2 separate regions of the Gossypium hirsutum genome follow, and region 1 is linked to region 2. Evidence: chromatin contacts called from public Hi-C data. All regions are on one chromosome and are shown on one strand. Each heading gives the region's core, a stretch centred on a gene start, on an enhancer-like site or on the middle of the called end of the contact. The rest is flanking DNA. Distances are from core to core; before and after follow the strand shown.

Region 1 (6,927 bases), core at 3,596-6,095, 35 kb before region 2:
CCACATATTGGTGCCTCCTTTTTATTCCTCTCCATTGGTGCCGCCTTTTTATTCCCCTCCATCACCCTCTTTTTTTTCCCTTTATTATTTTGGTAAATAAAAAAAAGTTTACAATATTTTGGTATTTTTTTGTAATATTTTGGTAAAAAACCTGAAAAAACCCGAAAAAACCCTTTTCCCTGCCATTTGCTCGTATTTTTTTTCCGATTTTTATTACTTTCAATAAAAATATATTATTTTCGTATTTTATTATTTTATATTATTTCAGTACATTTTGTTTCAATTATTTGTATTAATTATTTCTGAATTTTTAAAAAATTTACTAATACACTATTACTTCGGCCATTTGTTCATATTTTTTATCCGCATTTTATTATTTTAAAAAATATCGTAATTTTTAATTTTATAATTTTACATTATTTCAATGCATTATGTTTGAAATTTATTACATATACAATTTTTTTCGCATTTTATTATTTTCGGTGAATATACAATTTCCGTTTTTCTTTTCGTATTTTATGTTTTCTTAAACATATTTCTTTATCATTTTACTTTTAATGCTATTTTCTTAAAACAACTAATTTCAACATCCTAAGTAAATTTCATAAAAAAAATCCCTAATCAACATATAATGTACATACCATGAATTTTTTTCATTTTTAAATATATTTCATAAAATATATATGCTAAATAAAATAATAAAATACGTATAATATACATAACATAAATTTTTAACACACAAATATTACAAAAAAATTAAATTTATAATAAAAATTACCTTTTTTTTCTTTTTTTTCCTTCCTTCCTTCTTCTTCTTCTTTTTTTTTCTCTTCTCCTTTCCTTTTCTTTCCTTCTTTTTCTTTATTTTTTCTTCTCCTTTCCTCTTCTTCTTCTTTATTTTTTTTTCTCTTCTCCTTTTTTTCTTTCTTTCCTCTCATTTCTTTCTTTCTTTCTTTCTTTCTTTCCTTCTCCTTCTCCCCCCACCGACCAGCCCTATTATAACATTGGTGCCGCCAATGACTTTGGCACCTTTGGTGCCACCAATTACTTTGGCACGACCAGGGTGTTGTCAAATCGGTCAGGGTTTTTTTCTTTTTTTTTTGTATATTTTGGTAAATAAAAAAAATTATAATATTTTGGTAAATAAAAAAAGTTATAATATTTTGGTTATTTTTTATTTTTTTTAATAATTTAGTAAAAAACCCGTTGAGTTGGTTTATTGGTTTGTAAAGCGATTGGAACAATATCATGTTTTAGGTTATCATTTCTCACATTAATCTTGCTAGTAAACTTTTGGGTTAATGCAATTTTTATTCCACTTATAAATATCAAAATTATACATGAATTATAATTTAACATGTAATATTATATATTAATATTGATTGTATAATTTTATTAAATATTAATTTAATTCAATTTCATAAATTATTAATACAATTATCGATATAATATCATTTTTTAAGTTTACATATTGCAATACAAATAATTTTATATATCTAATATAAAAATAAATTGTTATATTTATTTCTTTAAATGCTACAATTAAATAAAAATTAATGTTTTATATATACATTTGAACTATAATCAAAGTTTCATATGTATAATTGTATCAAATCAAAACTCGTGTATCAAATTACACGTCAAATCAAAGTTCATGTATAATTTTAATATTTATTTCTTAAAAAAAGTAAAAATGTAATGATGTAACACTTTAAGTTTGTATCACATCATATCAAATTTATGAACCAAAATAGATATTGTCTAGTTTAGGTGGCAAAATGGACAAAAAAGAGAGAGTATCAAATTGAGCTTAGTTGCCAAATTTAGGGGCAAAAAATTATATTAACGCTAATTTTTTACTTAGCTTGTGGGATAATTTTTTTAAATATGAATCGATTAAAATAAGCTATTTTTTTTGTACATTTAGAATTTAATTTTCTAACTTTTATGTCAAAGATTTTAGTTCCTCTTCTTGTTAGATTAAAAAAAAAATACAAGTTAAAATTGTGACACAATTAAAAATTTTCTGATTTTTATTTTAAATTGAAAGGTAAGGATTAGAACAAGATCCTAATCATTATAAATTGTTACGTAACTATTAAGTGAGTATCTATTTTATTTTATTTTAAGATGTTGCATTAACGAATTTAATGAAAGAATTTAAGGGTATTAACAACCAGACTTAAATTATGAAATTTAACAAATAAAAATACTAAATATTTGAAAGTAAAAATAGAAGAACTAAATTCTAAATATATAAAGAGTACACGGAATTGAGGCAATTTACCATTAAAAGCCTATTTTTTTTAAATTTACCGAAATGGGCCCGATATTTTATTATTTACCGGAATGGGCCCTTTTCCCCTAAATCGCGTCCACGTCAGTGCGATGTCAGGGGACGTGCCAGGAAATCACGGCTACGTAAGCGCGCTTTACTAACATGGCAACGAATCGCGTCCTCTAAAGCGCGATTTGTGTCCACGTCAGCAAAGCGTGCTGACGTGGACGCGATTTGCCCCGCGCGTAAACAGTGCAACGATCAATTTTTTGACCGTTGCCCCCCCAACGGTCCAAAAAAAAACTATAAATACCCCCACCCTTTTTTTTTCACAAACTAATCCTCTCTCAAATTTCCTTTTAATTTCTTGTAAATTTCCTCTCAATTTGCTCTCAAATTCCTTCAAAATTTCTCTCAAATCCATATTTATTTTCAATTTGCTCTCAAGTTCCTCTTAAATTTCTCTTAAATCCCTATTTTTAAATAATTTTTTTAAAAAATATTTTTTTAAATAATTTTTTTAAACCGTAAAAATTTGTACGATTTTAGCAATAGCCGGTGAATTGACTCGTCTTGATAAGCATCACATATCGGTGGAACAAATGAAAATGTTAAGCGTTAAATTTAATTTTTAAACTATTTGCTAAGAAACGTCAACTCGAAATTATTTTTCCAGAACCTACTGTAGCAAAAGCGTGTACACGTGGGCGCGACTTCAAAAATCCTTCTGATAAATCATCCTGTTTTGATTTTATCTTAAAAACTCATAAACACGAAACATAATCTAATTTTGAATAAATTTTAATTAATTTAATTACGAAACCCTAAACCCTAATCCGTTATTTGTTTACTTTTTTCTCCAAAAACCCTAAAAACCCTAAGGTAGGAAACACGGTGAAATCGCGTCCCCAGGGGCGCGCTACGTGCCAGGAAATCGAGTCCACGTCGCGCGCTTTGCTGACATGGACACAAATCGTGCTTCTGAGGACGTGATTTGTTGCCATATCTGCAAAGCGCGCTGATGTGGACGCGATTTAGGAAAAAATTGCCCATTCTGGTAAATAATAAAATACCGGGCCCATTTCGGTAAATTTAAAAAAATGGCTTTTTTTTGGTATTTTGCCCCACCGAATTGGACTATATTTTAACCACACTAATTTCATTATATTCATTTTTAAAAATAGAATTAAAACTTTTTTATCCAATCCAATATTTAAGGGCAAATTACAAAAATGATTACCTAACTATGTTATTCGCTCTATTTTAGTTATCTAAGTGTTAATTTTTTGATGTAGTCACTTAATTTTTCGAAATTAAATGCTACTCTGAGCTAATGTGGGTTTATTTTATTGATATAATAACAAAATTAGCCTTTTAATATTTACACATTATAACAATTTGATCCTAAATATAAAAAATTTTAAAAAAATCAGCTCTGAAATTTTACAAAATTTGTTATTTTTATTTAAATTCTAAAAAAAAATTATCCTTCAACATTTATAAAATTTGTTAATTTAGTTCAATTATAAAATTTTAAAATTTAAAATTAGGGCAAGGCTGTTGAACAAAAATGTGCTCTATCATTTAAATTATGCTTTGGAATGTGATAACCCTGTTTACTTGATAATTGAAAATGTAATTAATTGCTTCTGTAGATATTTGAGAGCAAAGGAGAATTGAGAATCTTCTATAATGCAAAATAAACAAGTGACAATGCCTCAAGAATTCTATCTTGCAACAAATGATAGGATACTTTCAGCAGCGGCCGTTGTTGATTTATTTGACAAGGTTCTATCAAATTTACCTAGTCATTATCCTACTACTAATCTGACTATGAAAGCAAAGTAGCAGTACTCTCTACCTGTTTGTTGTCTTTTATAGCTTTCTATTGCAAGAATTCAATCTCCATGTTGATCACAGGGCCGTGGAAAAGGTAGAATACAATCAAAAAGTAAAATTATAGTTTTAGTGCATTGTGATATTTCTAGTCGATATTTTACACTTATGTAAGAGAAAGAAATGATGTACAAGAGATACAGGAGGAGAGTGAAGATGCTAGAATGGTGTGTTATATTTTGTGTCCTATACTTGTTTTGACATTTATATTTATGGTCAGCATGTGATGAGAATTGCAAATATAATTACGATGTATTATTTTTTTTAGAATTTTAAAATTAAAATATTTTGTAAATATTGAGGATTAAATTTATTAAATTTTTTATAACTTGAATTAAAATGACAAATTTTGTAAACATTAAAAATTAATTTTGTTGAATTTTTTATATTTAGAATCAAATTAATAAAATATATAAACATTAAAAAGCTAGAAGAACTAAAATATTTAATTTCAAAAAATTTACTGACTAAATAAAAAAATAATTAAATAATTAAAATAGAAAAAATTAGATAATTAGGTGACAATTTTATAGTTTACCCTCTTTTTAAATATTTGAGCAGGTGGTTTTGCAGCCCATGGATATAGTCCATAAAAAGAAAGAAGAAGTCATCCTATTCAGCCCATCGAATGCTTATTGATATTTGAGCCGGTGGTTTTACGGCCCATGGTCATTGTCACGACCAAGAAAGCCCACAACTTCTTCCTTCGACGTCACCTCACCACCGGCCACCCAAACCTTGAACCTCTCCTACCCACATCCAACAGAAAGATCCGATCGAAGAAGCCGCTCTAGAGGCAGCTACTCTGCCTTATTTCTTTGCCTCTTCAAAGAGCGGTTCACTTGTCATATCTCCGGTTCAATCAACCCCGAGCTTCAGAGAAGCCGCTCTCGGCCTGTATTAGGGCATCCGACCAACCGGAGGAGAGGGAGAGTCATGGTGGATCCGGCGAATACTTCGCTTGGAAAGATGCTGTTGGAGGAGATCACTCCGGTGGTTATGGTGCTTTGCACTCCACTCGTGGAAGAATCTTGCCTTAAGAACGGCCTCTCCTTTGTCCAAATGCTCTCCCCTTTCTGCGACTTCACCAACATCGATGGTGAGTAATCCGAAACTTTCTCTATTTTTATGTCCACAGTTGTACGTGTTTGTGTATGTGTACGTTGACTTTGAGGTGACGTACTTTTCTTTTTTACTTATCTGAATTATGGTGACAGTGCCTGTACGGACGGCGAGTGATCAACCCTACAGGTTGCACAAGTTCAAATTTAGGTTGTTTTACGCCTCGGATATTCGGCAACCCAATCTCGAGGTAATTTCTCTTGAGATTCCTGGTTTTGTAGCTTAATAATATATACGTAGGTGAAGATCACGGAATTCAAATTTCTATGATTTTGATTTACGTGATAACGAGAATTTGGTAATAGGAATGTAATCGCCAGCACCGGTAAGCTATTAGTCGAGTTAGAAGACTGAGCTATTTTAGTTGGAATATATCTCTCATTGATTTTTGAGCTTTTATAGAGTATATTAGTGTAAGAATCTGGAAACTTTAACTGATTGGATCGAGGGAGATTTATTATACCCTGATAAGTCTAAAAGTTGTATGTTTTACACTTAATAGTGGGTCTGCAATTTCAATCATGTGAGAATTTTTAGCTTCATTTTCTGGAGGTTTGCTTCTGAAATAGATGTCAATTGACTAGGTAGCAAAGGAAAGACTAAAGCAAGTTATTACTAAGGCGGGAGAGGATGATTTCCCTGAAATATATTCAGATCTACCTCAAGTGAATGATCTTCTCTCAAGTAAGTTACTTTCAAGTTTGAAATCTTTTAATGGGTATCATTTTGCATGGTTTGTTGTTGTCATTTTTATTAGCATTTTGTTTCCTGTGGCTAGTTTTTCATTTTTAATATTCTATTGAGATTGTCTGATTTTGTAGCATGACCTTATTTTTTGTAGTTATTAATAAAACTTAACTAGTTGCTTTGATTTATATATGGTGAATGTTTTATGCAGGGCATGAGTCTGAAATTTTACCGACATGGTTTCAGTTTTTCAATAAAGAGCTTGTACGTACCTTGTCTTTTTCTGATCATGAAGCTTTTGATCATCCTGTGGCATGTAAGCTTTGGAAGTTTATTCAATACCATCCTTTTCCCCCTGTTGCATTTAAGCTCTGCTAATCATGCCCTTTCCACTTTATGGATTTCTTTAAACTATTCATTCTAGACACGATATTATATTCTCTTGTTGATTGTTTCTTCTCCAAAAATGATTTGTAGGCCTTTTGGTTGTTTCTTCAAGGGATGAGGAACCCATAAATAGATTTATAGACCTCTTTAACACCAACAAATTGCCCTCCTTTCTCAGTGATGGTGCAATGGACCCAAAGGTTTTGAAGCATTACTTACTTGTGCATGATAATCAAGATGGTGATTCAGAGAAGTATGCCACACCTTCATATCTGTCTATGGTTGAAATTATTAAGTTCGATAAGCATGATAAAATGCTGTTAATTCTGCTCTCTAATTTCATAAGGACATGCATGCCTATATAGGTTTAACTTTTTATTTTTCTGTGGAGCAATGTGCATATATAGTATACATTTCTTTCTTTTTTTTATTAATCGTTATATATTTATTTTATTTTTCTTACTCTTGTTATTACGACATTTTAAGAGCTGCTGATTAGGCTGGCAAGAATATTTCAGCTGCAGCTAATTGAATATATTAGATTACCAACCATATGC
Region 2 (6,268 bases), core at 1,652-4,151:
ATATTTATTTATTTATTTTTCAGCTTAACTGGTTGACTTTAAATTGTAATCTACTTTAATTTCATTTCAGTATCACAGGAAGTCATCAACTTCTGAAGACAGTAATCCTCTTTTCCTCCAGAGTGATGTAAGACTCGGACCTCCAGGAAACAGTGAAGCCCTCTTCGATGTATGTTCTTCACCTTTGGCTGATTTCCACGATTATGAGAGATTGTACCAGGGAATGTCATGTCAGGTTGTTAACTTTCATATTCTTATCGTGCCATTTCTGTAAGAACTAACTAGAATTGTCTATCCCATACATAAACATTACTGTTACGGTCAAAATCTGACACAGGTTATCTGATATTTATATCACCATTTCATTCTTGACTCAAAATCATATATAGTTGATGATGATAATGTTGCTCCATTTTCAGACTAGATAGATGTTCTTTGATTTCACTAGTCTTCTGATGCATTAAGCTTTTATGTTTTCATGGACCAGGGGAATGTTGATTTCGTTTTCATCACTCAACTGTGGAGGGGTAATATTGATTCTGGTGCTCCTCATAGACCACTTCTTTTTTCCCATCATGTTTGTCATTGCAGGTGAGACTCGGGCAACCTTTTAATGATGAATTTGTTAGATACCACTTTCTCTAATGAGTTTGTATCATATAATTTTGTTAGTCTTTCTAGCTTCAGTCCAATATCTTGGTTCGTGGATGGGCCTCGGACCATACAACATAACTTCTCAGCTTCTCCATGTGGAGTAAATTTGAAGATGACTATAAACAATTCATCCGATGCTGCTTCATCTGTCCATGTCAAGACCTTTGATCCCCCCAGTAGTAACAGCCAATCAATCGATGCTACTGCATCTCAGTCAGGTCTCCCTCTGGAAAATCAAGTAGGGTGGTTCAGCATTCCAGCAGTGAATGACACGAAAGTCATCACAACCGATGCTCTTGCAAAACGTATTACGAAGTCGGTTTCCCTGGAAAGTGCCCCCCAGTTCATTTGGACAGGTTCAAGCTCTACTAAACTCAAACTTCAACCTAGGGCAACAGCTGAAGTTCCTCTTCAGATCTGTGTTTTCGCTCCTGGAATATACGATTTATCAAACTATGCTTTGAATTGGAATCTAGCACCCATTGAAGAAAGTCAAGGAGAAGCAAACAAGTCTTCGGGAGAGTGCCAAGGATATCCCTATTATCTTACGGTGGTGCAGTCTACTTAAAATACGAGGCTCATCAGGTTTACTAATTCTCTGTACCCTTAACAATGGGATCTTACTTGTAGTTTTGTAACATGTAAATTATGGTCCCTAAAATGTATAATTATTGGTATAAAATAGGAATTGAGAAAGCCTCTGGAGATAATAGAAGAAACATTCTATTTTTGAGTTTTCATACAATAATAAGGGAACATAACAGATTTTTATGTTACATAATGTAAATGGACTCAGAATATTTGATTGGAGAAAATCGGTAACACTTGATACAATTGTTTAACTTTGTAGTTCGGATTCTTGATTTATTTATACTCATAAAAAAATGTTATTCTTTTTCAAATTAAACAAATAAAGGGTAAAAGATTGGCAAATATACTCATCTCTTCTGAGGTTTGAATAAAATTAAATAAATCCCTCAAGTTTGTAGAAAATCAAACTAATCTCCACTGATTTATTTACCAAGAAAATCAAATAAATCCTCTTAGATATGTTTGAAGAAAATCAAATTCTCCCCCTTTTATCCGTTTGTTTTATTCACATTCGAAAATTTAATTACTTTAGTGCTATAAAAGTAAATGAATATTTAAATTATATATGATTTTAAGCAGACTTCATAATTCGAGTGATACACATTACCTAACATGGTTTTGGACATTTCAAATGGATTTGACATATTCAAATTTAATAATTTAAATATATTTAAATTTAATAATATATAAAAATCATAGTGAATTGAGCCATCGAGTTGAGTTAGATCACATCTCGACTTGATTAGACTAATAGAAAGCTTGAACTTCAAGCAAAATGAAGTATTTTAAAGTTATATATATATTTATGTATTAACTTTGAGATGAGTTAACTATTTTTATTTAAAATTAATTATTAATTATTATTTAGAAGGATTCAATGAAAAAAGTTGATCAAAATATAAAAGTCAAGAAATCAAGTAAAAAATAAATTTATATCAAAATTAATATATACTATTGAATCAAAATAAACTGTTAAAAAATTTTATTAAAGAAAAAAAAAATGAAAGAGAGGACAAAAAGAAACGTAAATATCATTTATGATGAATCTGTTCAACATATGTTTGTATTAGAATATAAGGTAATTTATAATTTAATTTAAATAATTTGATAACTAATTATATCTTTATTAATTTCAATTGAAAATCATTGCATAAAAATATTAAAGATAGAAAAAAATAAATAAAATAATAATGAATTAATAAAGTATAAATTTATTTTTATTTAAAGTTCATTTAATAATTAAAATTTAAGAGATTAGTGTATTTTTCATCAAATTTCAAGGAAGTTATTATATATTTTTCAAAGCCTAAGAGAAAAAATGATACTGTTATCAAGGGATTTGAATATATTTCGTAGAATTGTAGATATCTTTTCGTTGAAGACGGTGATCAACTCATTCGGAATCACAAGTTAAAAAGAAAAGTAATCAAATTAAAAATATGTTGTTTGTCTCTAGAAATCGTATCTATCATATGAAATGCAAAAGAGATTCATTTCATAACAAGGGGTCAAAGACCAACAACATTACATGTGGGTAAACAAAACAAAAAGGCAGAACGGGCCATTCAAAAACAAAAATAGGCCGAAGACCATAGTCGGATCCATCGACCCAAAGAACCAAAACACGGACTCCTAGCTGAAGGATCTACGAGTAGTAACCACCCGCTTCTTGCCAAATGCACTATTGATCCTAGCTTAAAGTCTTCTAACGCATCAATAGTGCTTTGAGATGGGGAAAAAAGGATGCATCTCCAATGGCAACAACCAAATAAAGGAGCTGACCATTTCGCAACAACAAGAATGAAATAACATTTTGAACCAATGTTATCACTGTTGGGATGTTCTTGGTCGCAACAACAAAGAATGAAATAACATTTTCATGAAATGGCAAAGGAGGATAGTATTTTTCCCATCCTAAAGGACAAAAAAAGAGAGCTTAAAAACTTTGCAGCAACAACAGTAATGTCTAAGACTGTTCCATTCTCCAAGGCTCAACTAAGGTTAGGACCCCTCCCTTGGCGAAAAACATAGGAACAAATGGAAATATATAGGTCTTTGACCCCTCTAGAATCTCCTCTGGGGACACACTACTGCTACTAGCTAAATCCATCTGAAATAGAACCTCATCACTTTTGGTTAGGTTGAGCCTACTTTTTAAGACTTTCCTATGCTTATTTCTTTCTATCTCGTTTTGTCTTTCACATCCTTAAATTTTCCTTTCGTTTTTATTTTGTCAAAAGAAAACTCTTAAAGTATTTACATTTTCCTTGTTCCTCGATCTTGACCTCACGTGTAGTTTTGGATTCTCCAATGTTATTGAACTACTAACAGCAAGAAATAAGAACAAGATTGATTATCCATCAAGTCTATTGGGTTTATATAATTGATCGGCATCGAAACTACCAAATATAAATTTCTATGACAAAATAATACTAAATAGCAGTATAGAGCAGTAGGGTCGAATCAATAGGGGTTGATTATCTAATTTCACCTTTCTTGTGAACATAATTATTGTCGCGGCAATAGCCATACCCACGACTCGTGACGAACTTGCTAAAAAATAAATAAGGGGGATGAAAATGTTTAGAAACTAAATAAAATGAAATAGCAGCAATAAACAATTATATTAATTGAAAATAAAAAAAGAAAATGAAATCGAATTTTGTAAGCAATAATATAAAGTCTTAGCCTTAGAATTGGTGAATTCTAGTACTGAATCGATTCTTGAAAATGAGTTTTCTCTTCCAAACCATAAGCTGGTTATAGCGACCAAGAACGTCCCAACCGCCAATTCTTCCTTTTGTAGTTGATTCCGGAACGACTTGCAAACCAACCCTTACCAATTGTCTAACCGTGATACTTGCATTAACAATTCAAGACCCTGGCAACCTTATGTTTTGAAGAATCCAACTCGAATCAATGGCCTCAACTGCGTGCGTTGTTTAAATTTGATCACTATCTCCCTTGATGAAAATCCCACTAGTATGACCCCATCAAGGTACGTCAATTTGTTCACGGAAAGTAGAATACAGTATGACCGACTCAACTTCCCAACTGTACGCCAAAACGACTCCAACCCAATGTGCACTTTGGGTTGAAATTGAAATAATTTTAAGGGACAAATTTGTACTATCCAATATTCAGGAGAGATGGTGAATATCGTTATGAAAATTTTTAATGCGGATTCATTTTCTCATGATTCTTGATCGGAAAGAACACCAACCTAAAGCTAAGTAGAAGTTTAGTGAAGCATGTGATTAATCATGCTAATTGGTGTATGTAAATGGATTTAGTGGAAATGATAGAAGGTGGAAAGGGAATGGACTTATGAAGCAATTGAACAAATTTGTAAAGAAATAGGGAAAAGGAAATAAAATGGTAGTATGCTACTGACGCATGAAATAGAAAGGAATAAAAATAATTTCATTCAATTTCTAGTGTATTCAAGTGTGTTTTTCAAAGGCCGTCACACACCTTATTTATATACATATCTTATACTAAAATTAGCCTAACTCACTTAACAACCAATTACATGAAATCAAATTCATATAAGATTTTTTTTCTAAATATGTCTTTTACAAATTCAAAAATCTAATCGGCCCTTAAATGTCTCAAAATTTTCGATTTGACCCCCCTTTTATTGCTTGTGCTCTAATTTAGTCCTTTTCTGCTTTTTTTTAATTTAAAACATCTGAATTGCATTGCTGACAAAATTTAAACATAAAATCACCAAATTAGCAGGAATTAATTCAAGAATTAATTGATTTGAAATCGTAAAACATGAAAAATAAATATGCTATCAAATCCCCCTACTTAGCCTATGATTATCCTCAAGCATTTTGTTTTTTCCTACATTAGAAATTATCCAATAATTTATTAGAAATCAAGTCTCTCTTCCGCAACCATGATCAATGTAAACAATTTAGGTGAAAAATGAATCAGTGTTTAAATACTCAATTTAATCAACAAGTGCCCATAAAATTTAAACATGTAAATTCAATCATTTCATTAAATTTAGATTGAACCAAAATCTGCAAGGTATTTATTCTCAATTAATTGTGTAGTAAATTTGGGACATAGTCAAACTTTTTTATGCGATGTGAAATGACAACCCAAGCGCCTTACCCCGGTTACTCAATTTGACATGTCTCTAAATAGACTATTTTTCCCTACTCATGGTAGCTCGACTAGCGGAGTGTTTGCAAGTTTTCAGTTCGTACTCGAACTTTTTTACGCGAAATGAGATGACAACCCAAACACCTCATCCAGGTTACTAAATTTGGTCACATTCTCAAAATCTTCACTCATAACTTAAGCCATCAACGGAGTAGAATTGATTATTATTATTTTTTAATTATTATTTTTCATTATAAAATACATTTAAAATTAAACAACTAAGAATGATATACTTACCAAGAAAATTTATAAACAATCAATTTTCATGAAACAATCTAATTACAATATTTCAACTTTATAACACACACATCGATTAAACTAGATAATTAACACTTTAATTCAAGAACCACCCAACTATCTAAATTGATTAAGCATTGGAATTAGAGGCTCAATGTCAAACAAATTAACAAATAATCCTAACATAAGAATTAGCACATGTGAAAGAGAAACAATCAGGCAGCTAAAGAGAAACAAACAATCAGGCAACTAAAGAGAAACAATCATGCATATTTACTAATCCAACACCCCCTACTTAACCTATACTTGTCCTCAAGCATATTGTATAAGAATTAAAGTACAGTAGAGAGAAGGGCCAACTATACTCCCCATGTATATCTAACTTGGTTGTCGGTGTGGGAAGTAACTACTTTGCAAGACTTGGGTTTCCATTGTTTCAAGACGAGCTTCGATGTGGCTTAAATGTTCCTCTACAAATGAAGGAGGTTGCTCATTTAGCTTCCTAGTAACGAAATTGTGACATTGGAGAAAGACCCTATTACTGTGAGCAGTTCGTATACCTAGAGGAACAAAACAATATACAGTAGTGGTGTCGACAAGCAAACCCATA

The links. A called contact is a pair of places that touch in the nucleus more often than the background predicts.
Region 1: a Hi-C map of leaf shows a contact between it and region 2, with 2.0 times the contacts expected there. The contact joins the promoter of LOC107899407 here to the enhancer-like site in region 2. A contact is called at or near these places in 3 of 34 Hi-C or Micro-C datasets (leaf, petal and seedling).

Annotation. Positions count from the first base shown.
Region 1 is chrD04:32,166,896-32,173,822 of Gossypium_hirsutum_v2.1, reverse strand. LOC107899407 (trafficking protein particle complex subunit 8) reads left to right here and starts at 4,845. Exons shown (of 28, transcript XM_016825111.2): 1 at 4,845-5,273; 2 at 5,392-5,486; 3 at 5,881-5,980; 4 at 6,195-6,299; 5 at 6,461-6,623. The coding sequence starts at 5,111.
Region 2 is chrD04:32,130,749-32,137,016 of Gossypium_hirsutum_v2.1, reverse strand. It overlaps LOC107899407 (trafficking protein particle complex subunit 8), which reads left to right. Exons shown (of 28, transcript XM_016825111.2): 26 at 71-235; 27 at 488-591; 28 at 673-1,496. The coding sequence ends at 1,222. Among protein-coding and RNA genes, the nearest start is that of LOC107899407, 35 kb to the left of the region's middle. Within about 2 kb of position 2,901, at least 1 of the 9 cell types and tissues checked has an H3K27ac peak or open chromatin away from gene starts, as enhancers often do. A contact at or near this core is called in leaf, where this site is marked.